Regions from separate parts of the Pan troglodytes genome. Here all the other regions are linked to region 1. The links are chromatin contacts, called in public HiChIP or PLAC-seq maps. All regions are on one chromosome and are shown on one strand. Each heading gives the region's core, a stretch centred on a gene start, on an enhancer-like site or on the middle of the called end of the contact. The rest is flanking DNA. Distances are from core to core; before and after follow the strand shown. Region 1 holds the start of CCDC80 (coiled-coil domain containing 80). Region 2 holds the start of GTPBP8 (GTP binding protein 8 (putative)). Region 3 holds the start of NEPRO (nucleolus and neural progenitor protein).

Region 1 (4,201 bases), core at 587-3,086:
GTTAGCACACTCCTTTTTGGATGCCTTCTTACATTCACTCCAGCTTTCGTCAAATAACTATCCCCACCCTAGTTTCTCTAAAGCAGTTCTAGTTTGTACATTCTTTCCTTTCCTCCCCACAAATTACTACAAAACCAGTGTCAGGTAGTTTCCTATCAATTAATTCCCAAATTAGCATTTCTAAAGTCTACTTTAACATTTTCTTCCTTTCACCTTTTCTGACTCAACATCAATGTCTTCCTTTCAGATATCACCAACCCCCACCACCCTCCCCCAACCCCTAGCACTAATTGGTTAATTGTTTCTTCAGTTGCAGAAAAATAGAAAGATCTAAATGGAGGACTTACAAAATATGGAGCTCTTAAATAACGGACTTGGAATTGAGAATTATTACAAGCCATTAATCATTATAGGTCTCCCCGGAAATGAATGAATGAGAATTTATCATTGCTCTTATTAGGTACGTGCCTCCAAGACTTCTTCAGGAGGATTTTCTGAAGCCCCAGGTAAGCGTTTAGGCATTGAGATGAAAACAAGCATGAGAAGCCCCACTTTGCCAGTGTGTGCGTATGTATCTGTGTGTGAGAAGAGACTGGGGGAAGGCGTTGGGTGTGGGGTGGGGACTAACGGACGTGGTGGAGTGTTAGGTCCTCTCTGGTGTGTGTGTTTAGTGCGCCATCTGGTGACTGAAGCTCACAGAGGGAAGAAAGCCTGAGGTCCTAGGAAGACAGGCACAACTCAGGGTTGGGGTGGCTCCTCACCGTCAGTTTGAGGTTGCTAAAGTGGCTGTATTTCAGCTTTACCAGCGCACAGGTGACAAATGTTGTGCATATCATGGAGAGGTTTGTGTAAGTCATGACTTATTCAAGAAAAAGAATAAAGGGCTTTAAGGACCTATTGAGAAAAGCAAAAAGTACAGTTACACAATTATCCCAGACGGTAGGACTCTAAAAGTGTAAGTACTCTGGTTGAACAAATAAATGAAACTCTTCTATGAATGTGGGAAATGCAAAAAGGAATTGAAGGAAGGGAAGAAACTGAAGGTATGAGTAGAAAATTAAAGAGAGAGGCAAGATAGCATCACGCTTTGTAGGCTGTTCTAAACCTGGGTTCAAATTTCAGAGCTACTGCTTACCTTTTGTGGGACAATAGGCAATTTATTTAAACTCACCAAGCCTCAGTTTGCTCATCTATAAAATGAGGATCATTCTATTTACTTCCTAAGGATACTGTGAGGGTTAAATAAAAGAATTCACAAAAATACTAAGCCCAAAGCTTCACATGTAAATGCTCAATAAATGGTAGTTGTTATAAGCAGAGAGAAGAGAAGAGGAAATGAAAAGCCAGAAGGCAGAAAGCTCAGTAAGGATAGTGTAGGACGCATTAGAAAATTATGAGAAAGGAAGTAACATCTAGGACCCTCCAACTTAGCACAAGGCTAGGTTGATCAACCCAACAGGTGAATACCACGAAGGCTGCAATCTATGACTCCAGTGGACAGAGGGTCTCTGCCTGAAGCCCACTTTTGTTATTATCCTTACAAGTGTCTGAGAGAATGCCACAGCAGGGCTGGCCATCCTTCTTGGTACCCCTGGGACTTCAAAGTGTGGCCGGGCAACTCTATAGTTAACCTCTATACAGGACTTTCTCAGTTCCATGCTCGTAGCTTATGTGAAAAAAGTCAAATGTGACCAGGGCAAGATGGGGCTGATCAAGGCATAACAACTAGGGATGAAGTTTGATCCAGTGAGGGACGCTATTAGCATGACTGAGCTGGCAAGGAGGTTTCTGAGAACCCTGGCTTGCCACTGTTGGTGGCAGTTAATAGTGACGTGGAGAGTCAGCTCGCCCAGCATGGCCGGAAGAAATATCCACGTAACCTGAGACCCCTTCCTTCTCCACTGAATCCTTATGGCAGACTCAGGAGGTAGAATCCCAAAGCTGCCTCACTCTCTCTTTCGGAACCTGATAAGTCTACTTCTATGGATTGCCTAAAGCCCTTCAGACATCTAAAGTCTCTGCAGAGGAAAATATTGCACTACACACACACACACAAACACACACACTCGGGACCTCCAAGGGAGCCCTTAGTCTACCATCTGCAGCCAGAGCTTTGAAGCTAGAGATCATAATGCCTGTTCCCTGATGTAATAGTCAACTGCAATCTCGACTTGCAGCCATTGCCTGCATTTCTAACCTTTTACCAGCTTCCTTCCATGCCGAGGAGAAACTAGGACCAAGAACACAGTAATATGATCCCCAATTAGCATAAAATATAAACAACCTAGTCATGTTTTCCATGGGCTTTTCCAACCTCAAACTAAAAGCACAAAGCAGGGAGAAAGATATAAGAATATACACATGGAACTATAAATACATATATACTGTCTGTGTCGGCACAGCCAAGCACCCTGACCCAAATGAGTATCTGTCTCTAAGAAAAGCATGTAGCCTGATGCAGAAATCGGAGAATTTTCTCCTTCCAAAGTACAGTGTAAGAACAGACTGGAAGAGAAGTTACCCCGATTACTTGGTTTGGAAGGGGTTAAGGCACCAGTCATCCTCTTCTAAAGTGATTTATGATGATGTGTGGAGTTTAAAAACTTTCCCCCACCCCAAAGAACAGCCCTCTCACTCCTCACTGAGTCCACTCTGAACGTGCTAAAATGGGAAGGAGGCGGTGTTCTGCTGATCTGTTAAATTCTTAGTGAAGTGTCCTTGATTTCCAGTGGCTGCTGTTGTTTGAGTTTGGTTTGGAGCAAAACTGAGGTAGTCCTAACATTTCTGGGACTGAATCCAGGCAAGAGAAAGAAGAAAAAGAAGAAGAAAAAGAGGAGGAAAAAGGTAGGGAGAAATAAAGGGAGGAGAGAAGCATAGTGAAAGAAAAAAAAAGTCCCTTTTCGACATCACATTCCTGTGTTTTCCCTCAGCCTGGAAAACATATTAATCCCAGTGCTTTTACGCCCGGAAACAAAGAGACTAAGCCAGACTGTGGGGGAAAGGGAGATAAGAAGGATCCTGGAACTTTAAAGAGGGAAAGAGTGAGATTCAGAAATCGCCAGGACTGGACTTTAAGGGACGTCCTGTGTCAGCACAAGGGACTGGCACACACAGACACACGAGACCGAGGAGAAACTGCAGACAAATGGAGATACAAAGACTTAGAAGGACAGCTCCTTTCACCTCATCCTACTTGTCCAGAAGGTAAAAAGACACGTCCAGAAGGTAAAAAGACACAGCCAGAAAGAAAAGGCATCGGCTCAGCTCTCAGATCAGGACAGGCTGTGGATCTGTGGCGGTACTCTGAAAGCTGGAGCTGCAGCACACCCCTTTTGTATTGCTCACCCTCGGTAAAGAGAGAGAGGGCTGGGAGGAAAAGTAGTTCATCTAGGAAACTGTCCTGGAAACCAAACTTCTGATTTCTTTTGCAACCCTCTGCATTCCATCTCTATGAGCCACCATGTAAGTGTGTAATCCTTTCTGTCTTTGATCTGTTTATTTGTTTCTTTATTGCTTATTTTGAAGGAATGAAATGTGAATGTTGTCATAATTAATATGCTAGTTTGCATTTTCTTTGGAGCATCCAGAGCATTAGTTGAAACAGTACAAGCATGCTGACTGGGAAACTGAATTGGATTTCCTGCTTAATGTAACTGTCTCTGTTAAACACTAACAAATTATAGGGGATTGAAAGTAACAGGATCTCATCCCATTTTCCATCTCCTGACCTCCCTCCTTCTCTCTAACCAACCTTTTCCCCTCCCCTTGGCTGAGATACAGAAAAAGAAAATGACCAGCTCTGTTTCCAGTTAAATAATTTTCTTTCTTTTTTCCCCCTCCCCTTTGTTTTATGACCTCCGTGCATCGCAAAGTGGATTACACAATGACATGGAGAATGGGACCCCGTTTCACTATGCTGTTGGCCATGTGGCTAGTGTGTGGATCAGAACCCCACCCCCATGCCACTATTAGAGGCAGCCATGGAGGGCGGAAAGTGCCTTTGGTTTCTCCGGACAGCAGTAGGCCAGCTCGGTTTCTGAGGCACACTGGGAGGTCTCGCGGAATTGAGAGATCCACTCTGGAGGAACCAAACCTTCAGCCTCTCCAGAGAAGGAGGAGTGTGCCCGTGTTGAGACTAGCTCGCCCAACAGAGCCGCCAGCCCGCTCGGACATCAATGGGGCCGCCGTGAGACCTGAGCAA
Region 2 (4,133 bases), core at 27-2,526, 350 kb before region 1:
AAACATCAGCAGCCCAGAAAGGGTAACTCATGGTTTCTTGAGCTATTTCCCAGGTTGTTCAGTAACTAAACAGTACAATTCTTGAATAAATATGATACAAAAATTAATGAACAGAACCTGCGACTTTGAGGGCAGCCAATACGGCAGCCTGATGTGCTGCTGGCTGGCTAATTTTTTATTGCTCTTTGCATTAGGGTTTGGGGTGCCTTTCTGTTCGCTATTCTCTCTCCTCCATGTATAAAAGTGTATATAATACTCTGTTGTATACATCAGAAATTTGGGATTCTCATTACTGTGTGTTTCATTCATCCGTGTGAAGAGATCACCAAACAGTCTTTGTGTGAGCAACAAGGCTGTTTATTTCACCTGGGTGCACGTGGGCTGAGTCCCAAAAGAGAGTCAGCAAAGGTGGTGGGATTATCATTAGTTCTTATAGGTTTTGGGATAGGCGGTGGAGTTAAGAGCAATGTTTTAGGGGCAGAGGATAGATCTCACAAAGTACATTCTCAAGGGTGGGGAGAATTACAAAGAAACTTCTTAAGGGTGGGGGAGATTATAAAGAACATTGATCAGTTAGGATAGGGCAGAAACAAATCACAATGGTGGAATGTCATCAGTTAAGCTGTTTTCACTTCTGTGGATCTTCAGGCCTTCTGGATGTATACGTGCAGGTCACTGGGGCTATGATAGCTTAGCTTGGGCTCAGAGGCCTCACGCTGTGTATGTAATATACTTTGAAAGTGCTTTTATACATGCCATTTTGTTTTCAAACCTTGGAACCCCAGGTTTGGAAATAAGAGCTTTGGTGATTCTTAGAAAGGTTTTAGAGGTGTTCCGGGATTAATAGACATTATAGTATTCATTTAATAATCATTCATGTTTCTGAATTCTAAATCATTTTGGATTTTACCTGATAGGACAAATCATTTTAGAATTATTTGATGGGACACTTTTTGCAACAAATTGTCTTGTCATGCAAAGCTTGAAGGATCAAACGGTCTACTGGAAAGAAGTATGACTAGTAAAACCACTTGACAATTTATATATTTTTTTCTCTTTCACTTCATCTTTTAAAAGCATCTGTGTAAACAAAGCATATAAAACTTCAGAAGGATGATTTAGAGTTAATAATACACTATGTTTTCCCTCAACATGATTAAACTCTTTCATAATTTGCAGAAGTTCAAATATGAAACATACGTAGCAGTGAGACCTACTAGTGAGACGGGTGAGGGCTAGAATTGGGAGGAATTAGTTTGTAATAACCCCATTGTAGGGCTGCAGTGGAAATCATCTGGTCTACAGGGAATTATCAAAGCCCAGGAAAAGAGGCTCACACCTGTAATCCTAGCACTTTGGGAGGCCAAGGCAGGAGGATCGCTTGAGCCTGGGCAACAAAACGAGACTGTCCCTAAAAAAATAGTAAAAACAAAATTAGTATTGAAGGGAATCAAGTCTGGTGGATAGGATGTTGTGACAGGACTTTCTGGGTTCTGGCAATAGTACTGTGAATCTGTTGTTGTTGGCAGCATCTTGGTTTGAGGTGGTCTTTTTGTGTGTGGAGTAGGAGCTCAGCCAATAAGTGTAGATGGGGAGTCAGGATCTAGTCTGCTAGATCAGGACTAGGTCAGGGCTAAGATTCAGAATAGGGTTTTAGTCCAAGTAGGGAAAAGAAGGACTGTAGATTAGAAAACCTTGCTGTCTAATATGCGCCTCCCATTTACTAGGTCCAAAACAGAATTTCTAATATCCTCTAATTGTCTCCTAATCTGTAAGAGACAATGGCACCTCCATTCCTCCAATTGACTTAGCTGAAAATCTTGGGAGAAAATTCTGGACTCCTTTTTCTGTTACCCCAAGTCCAAGTTGTTAGCAATCCTCTTGGCTTTACCTTGAAAACATATCCTGAATTGGATACTTTTTAGCACATCCACTGCTACCACCCTGATACAAGCCACCATTATCTCCCACCTAGATTATTGCAGTAGCTTTCAAATTGATCACCCACCTTTGCCCTTTGCCCCCTTCAGTATATTTGCAACATGGTGATAGGGAAGTGGGGCAGGGAAGTGTGAGGAGAAGGGCAGGTCCCTGGCTAGAGCTCCACCCCCGGCCTGTGCCCACGGACCTAGGTGAGGACAGGCACTTCTGGCTTTGTGCCCAAATGTTGCATTTCCCAAAGCCACCCAGGTCTACCACACCCCCATCCTGTGCCTATAAAAACCCCGACACCTAGCAGGCAGACACACAAGTGGTTGGACCTTGAGAGGAACACGTTGGTGGAAGAAGACACGAGCTGCTGGATGTCAAGAGGACGTCGAGGGGAGCAGGCTGCCCACCAGCAGGCCATTGACCAGTAGAATGATGCAGAGTTTGGCCGGGGTGGTTGGAGGGCTGCTGAGTGGCTGAACTCCTGGGGAAAACCATCTCCCTTCTGGCTCCCCTATCTGCTGTGAGCTACTTCCACTCAAAACCATGCACTCATTCTCCAAGCCCATGTGTGATCCGATTCTTCCAGTACACCAAGGCAAGAACCCAGGATATAGAAAACTCTTTGTCCTTGTGACAAGGTAGAGGGTCTAATTAGCTGGTTAACACAAGCTGCCTATAGATGACAAAACTAAAAGAGCACACGGTAGCAGATGCCCACTGAGGCTTCAGGAGCTGTAAACATCCACCCCTAGATGCTGTCGTGGGGTCGGAGCCCCACAACCTGCCTGTCTGTATGCTCCCCTAGAGGTTTGAGCAGTGGGGCCCTGAAGAAGTGAGCCATTCCTTGTCACATGCCCTTCGAGGGGGACAAGAGTACTTTTCCCATTTCAGTGGCAGCAACCATGATCCTGTTAAAACATAAGCTAAACCTCCAGGAGCTTCCTGTCTCACTCATAGAAAAAGTTCTTCCACTAACCTAAAAAGCCCTACATGATCTTTCATTTTCTTCTTCCACTCTTGTCTGACTTCATCTATTGTTATTTTTCCCCTTGTCTACTCCATTCCAGCCACACTGGCTTCCTTGCTGTTTTTCAAGCAAGCCATATACACACACCTGCCTCTGTGTCCTTGTACTTCTCCCTGGAATGCTTACCCCAGATAATCACATGGCTTATTCCCAGTATGACTTAGGATGTATTTATGGCCAACCTTCTGAGAAAAAGTGCCTTCTGTTTTGATAACGAGGAGGTAGTTTACCACAAAGTTAACAAGGTTTTAAAAATTTAATATGACTTTGACAGGTGTTACTTTATACATCATCCCCAGAATCAGCTTTTATTGCTAAAATTCATCTGCCCTAAATGTCATAGTTATACTCTGTCATGCTCAGCTAAGAATAGAAGGAAGATAGGTAGGACAGGATCCTCTCAATTGTTCTTATTGCGATGTCTGCCTCTATAGTGAATGGCCAGTAGGTCCAGAGTGATCCCAATTTATGTCCAGGTCCTATAGGTTTCAAGCTTATGGAATCCATCTAAGACATGAAGAAGGTAAACTTTGTAGGCCTAGATAGGTAGGGGACACTGGGGACATCAGAGAACTCCCATCCTAAGTTAAACATGGTTTGAATGTCCTGACAGAAGCAAGAGCAGGGACTCTAGCAAAACTTACTTCTAGAAATAGAGAGAGGGAATGGATTAGGTCTCAGTGTCTGATTTCCACTAGACCTTTCTTACCCTGACTTTTCCGCTTGTCTTAACAACGATAATGAACATTTATTGAGTGTCTGCTATGCCAGAAATTTATCTGAGTACTGATAAACTATGAGAAAGACCTGGTTACATTCCAATTAGGATATCAAACTCTTGTATTAGGAAGAAAATATTGGGAGAAAGGAAGATGAAAGAGGCTTTATATGAAGGAGCATGATATGGGAGAAACTTCCACATAAATTACTTAAATTGTGATGACTACTATCTGAATGAATGATTTAAATTTAAAATACAATTAATTATATTTTTCTCAAGTTTTCTGTGCAACATTCATTTTAAAATTTTACTTTAGATATTACCTGACACATTGACACAAATTTGTGGCACAACAAGTTTGATTTGTTCACCTAATTTCTTTCTTTTTTTTTTTGAGACAAGGTCTCGCTCTGTTGCCCAGGCTGGAATGGGCACAATCATGGCTCACTGCAG
Region 3 (4,309 bases), core at 63-2,562, 380 kb before region 1:
ATGAATTCTTCCCTAGAGATTCCGGAAGGAACCAGCCCTGCCAACTTCAGTCCATTGAAATTAATTTTGGACTTCTGACCTCCAGAAATGTAAAATAACTTCTACTTATTTCAAGCCATTAAGTTTGTCGTAATTGGTTACAGCAGCAATAGAAAACTAATACATAGGCCAACATAGGGCACTGTGGTAACACATTAAAGGGGCCTCTGTATCAAGTTATGGAGTGAGGATGGGGTGTTTAGGAAGAATTACCCCAAGTGACGACCCCAGAGCTGAGGAAAGGAGATTGTGTTTCCGAGGATGACCCAGGTAGAGTAGGTAGATGTGTAAAGGCGCACAGAAAGAGCATGGAAAGTGTTTCAATAAAGTAAGACTGCTTGCATGAAATAGTAGTAATAACATCAACAATATTAACTATGGTAAATGTTCATTGTTTGTATGCCAGGAGTGCCTTGGCATTTCACAAGTCTGTGAGATTGATACTATTATTATCATCTTCATTTTACCCACAGGGATACTAAGGTCTGGAGGAGGAGGTAAGTAAATTTCCTGAGATCACCGAGCTAGTAAACAGCAAAGCTAGAACTAGAACCTTGGCAGTCTGTTTCCAAAATTCACTGTTTTTCTAATACGTTACTGTGGGAGTGTTAAGAACTTAAGGGGGCATTAGCATGGCTGAGGATAAATGAATTATTAGAAAGATATTAATGAGGTAAGGATCACTAGAGCTTGGAATATGATCTTGTCTTGGAGACTGACAGAAGTGGGAATGACTGACAGGTGTCTTCCAAGTTTCTTTGATGTGATCTAGGTTTTGCTGTGGTTCAAGACATAAAGGAGCCTTCCTTTACCACTCAAAGCAAATCACTGCTTCTTCGCTACAAATTCCACACCTTGCACAAACCTCTTCATTTCATTTCTTCCTTTTCCCCCCTAATGTCTGAGGCAGAGTTGGGGGTAAAAGCACCAACTCAATTCTGGGCCTCATTTTCCATATTTGTAAAACGCCTAGAAGTATTTAACAGTTCCAAACTTGGTTGTGCTTCCGAATCCCCTGCGCTAAGTTTAAACAAAACGCAGATTCCTCACCCCATTCTCAGAGATTCTGTTGGTTATTGGGATGGGGCCTTTTTTCCCCCATGATTCTAGGCGGCCACGTGTTGGTAACCAATATACAGATGACTGGGTCCTTCCCAGTCCCACGCGTTTACTCGATGAAGGCAGCCTCCGGCCGGGCTCCTGGCTCCGGCCGGGCTCCTGGCTCCGGCCGGGCTCCTGGCCCCGCCCGAGCCCCACCCCCTGCTCCCTTCCGGCCCGGACTGGGTCCCATCGCCCCACCTCCGGTCGCTCGACGTGCTCTCGCGTAGTTCCGCCTTTCTTAAGTCCCCCCGCCTCGCAAGATGGCTGCGGTGCCGCCGGGCCCGGAGCCGTGGAACCGTGTGAGAATCCCTAAGGCGGGGAACCGCAGCGCAGTGACAGTGCAGAACCCCGGCGCGGCCCTTGGTGAGTGAGGCGCCGGGCGAGGAGGGGGGAACGTTTCCGGGGGAGGCCGCCAGGGCCAGCCGGCGCACGTGGGCGGGGGTGGTACCGGGACTTCCCGGCCCGGGGGACGCTGGGAAGGGGCGCGGGGCACGTAGGGGTCGAGAGGTCCCAGCACTTTGCTGGTGTAGCTTGTAGGGCCTCTGGCTTCGCATTCCTTCATTGAACCAGCTGTGCTAACCCAGGGCTTGGCTGGAGAGATGAAGGACCAAGGCTCAGCCGTGCGCTGAGGGGGCGGAGAGAGGTGGACTCAGCTGGTGCCGGGGAACAGTGCTGCCTGGGAACCCTTGCTCACCCGGGTCTTCGGAGTCTTGTTTACCCTTCCGTCCATTTCCCCTTTCCTTCTTTTTCCTGTCCCCGAGGAGCGGTGGACGTCACCTAAGCACTGGGACTCAAACTGCAATCTTTTCGGACCTCTATCTGCTTATCTGTGAAATGGAGTTAGTCCTACTCCTCACAGGGGCGTTGGGAATATCTAATGATGTAATTTAGGAGACAGTGCGCTGTAAACGACGGTGTTTTGCCACCTACATGGATGGTATTTGTTAGGGTGAAGGGCATATAGTAGGTAGGAGCCTGGCGCAGGAGCCAGGTTGTTTGGGTTTGAATACTAGCTCTACCCTTTGCTGGAGCTTGAAGGAGTCATTGAACCTTTCTGTGCCTCACTGATCTCACTTTCAAATGGAGTTGTAGCACCTTCCTCATAGGGCTGTTTGGGGGGATGAAAGAGTTGATAATGTAGAGAAAGCATTTGGAACACTGCCTGGCATGGTAAATGAACACTCAAATGGAAGCTGTTATGAATGTTAAATACGTAGCTCCGGGGCCCAAGGGAGAGAATACAGTCATAGGTTCTTTGTTTCCGGTTGGGCTGGTAAAGCCCTTTCCTCATCCCTCTTTTCACTAGAGACAAACTAAAAACCATGGCTTTAAGCTGCAAAAAGCCCAAAACAAAACAGAACAGAACAACAAAATAAGGCGGGTTGGACAAGCTTGACTTAGATCATCACATCCCCTTTCCCATATATCCATCCTACACACTTTACAGATTATCCCATCTATCCTTCCTACACACTTTACAGATTAATCCTCCCTCTTTCTCTATTCAAAAATTCTTTAACAACTCCTATTAGGCCTGGGAAATTCACCAACTCACTATCCATCCCCGAGGCAGCCCATTCTGTCTTCAGGTAGTTGTTGGGACAGTAAGAAAATTCTTGTTAGGTAGCAACCAGCCTTTACTTCCACTTAGAATGCTAGTGCTGCCTTTAGAGCCATAAATAACACATGAACTACATCTTAGGGACTACTACAGATTTTCAGACTAGGAAGCATCTGCTGATGAGCACCCGGTGTTCAGTCAGGCGTTCATCAAATAATACGATTTCCAGTTTGGTGGTTTTTCTTTTCTGAATATGTTTGTGTCTCTCATAAAGTGATATCCAAACACAGAAGCCTTGATTCTGAAGACTGTGAATTTATTCATTCTGTCTTGCTTTCGGGCATAGCAACATGGGGAGTTAGAGAGTTATTACACATGTTGTGACATGTGCCCCACCTTCAAGGTGGGGGCTTAAGGGTACACATGAGACGTAAGTGTACACCAAATGACTGACAGCAAAGTATTCATATGAAAGATTATTAAACCATGATAAAGTGCAATGCAAAGATATAGCTTCTTGTTTAACAGATGTTCTCTTAACGATTTCCTGGACTTTATATCATCTGTTACCATTTTCCAACTTCTCTCATACTTAGAATCCTTACGTTCTTAACAGTTGAGACTGATTACATTAGTTTTTGATTCCTTTAAAACAAATAAGGAAAGATGCTTTTTTTAGTGTGTTTTTAATATAATATACTTACTGTAGAAATACATACTAAATCTTATTAGATGTCTCTGCTTCAGACCTTTGCATTGCAGCTGTAATTAAAGAATGCCATCTCGTCATACTGTCGCTGAAGAGCCAAACCTTAGATGCAGAAACAGATGTGTTATGTGCAGTCCTTTACAGCAATCACAACAGAATGGGCCGCCACAAACCCCATTTGGCCCTCAAACAGGTGAGGAAGCCCGGTAGGTGAGACCCAACCTGTTCACTTGAAAATGTAGATCACACTGCCACTTACTATATTGCTATTTATGGAAATCTCGTGGAAATCTCAGTAAATTACTTGTGTTTTATAGGCCTATAGCCCACAGTTACATGTGCAGTTTCTTTTTTTTTTCTTAAAAGCATTTCAGCATTTCAAAAAGTAATTTTTGTTAGAAAAGAAGTATGTTTAGATTCTTTCCCAGTCTTGTTTCTAATAGGCAAGTAAACATTTTCTTCATTATATACAATCTATAACAACAGTGCCTTTGCCCAGCTCAAAGATAAAGTGATTTGACCAAGACAAAATGTTGGACATTAAGAAACAGTTCCCTGGGCATAATCAAAATGCTAAAATTATTTTTTAAAAAACTTGTCTACTTATAATGGGGTACATAATCTAATTGGTGGTATGTTAGAGTAAGTGGGTACATAGCAAGTTGTGGTGTAAACTGGTTTCATGTAATGTTTGGAGCTTAAGACAAAATTGGGCCCTCCAGCTCAGGGGCTACACCATAGAGTAGAGCCTCTCTTAAGCTGGCTTCCTGATATGCTCATTCATTCATTCACTTAATTCTGCAAGTATTTTCTGGAAGTTCAGAAGGCTATCCATTGTGTGACAGGGCTACCTTGCAAGTGTTTTTGAACTTTCTGTGTGCCAGGCATTCTGCTTAGTG

The links. HiChIP or PLAC-seq counts read pairs in DNA pulled down with a chosen protein or histone mark.
Region 2: an H3K4me3 HiChIP or PLAC-seq map of stem cell-derived excitatory neurons shows a contact between it and region 1, with 18 times the contacts expected there. The contact joins the promoter of GTPBP8 here to the promoter of CCDC80 in region 1. A contact is called at or near these places in 5 of 7 Hi-C or Micro-C datasets (blood, induced pluripotent stem cells, a lymphoblastoid cell line and 1 more), 1 of 1 datasets of contacts at active chromatin or transcription factors (stem cell-derived excitatory neurons) and 1 of 1 other capture datasets (stem cell-derived neural stem cells).
Region 3: a contact with region 1 is called in an H3K4me3 HiChIP or PLAC-seq map of stem cell-derived excitatory neurons, with 12 times the contacts expected there. The contact joins the promoter of NEPRO here to the promoter of CCDC80 in region 1. A contact is called at or near these places in 2 of 7 Hi-C or Micro-C datasets (induced pluripotent stem cells and stem cell-derived neural progenitor cells) and 1 of 1 datasets of contacts at active chromatin or transcription factors (stem cell-derived excitatory neurons).

Annotation. Positions count from the first base shown.
Region 1 is chr2:115,976,430-115,980,630 of NHGRI_mPanTro3-v2.0_pri, reverse strand. CCDC80 (coiled-coil domain containing 80) reads left to right here and starts at 1,836. Exons shown (of 8, transcript XM_001156251.7): 1 at 1,836-3,462; 2 at 3,873-4,201. The coding sequence starts at 3,884.
Region 2 is chr2:116,325,346-116,329,478 of NHGRI_mPanTro3-v2.0_pri, reverse strand. GTPBP8 (GTP binding protein 8 (putative)) reads right to left here and starts at 1,276. Exons shown (of 5, transcript XM_009446161.5): 1 at 1-1,276.
Region 3 is chr2:116,355,905-116,360,213 of NHGRI_mPanTro3-v2.0_pri, reverse strand. NEPRO (nucleolus and neural progenitor protein) reads left to right here and starts at 1,312. Exons shown (of 9, transcript NM_001251850.4): 1 at 1,312-1,503; 2 at 3,449-3,603. The coding sequence starts at 1,401.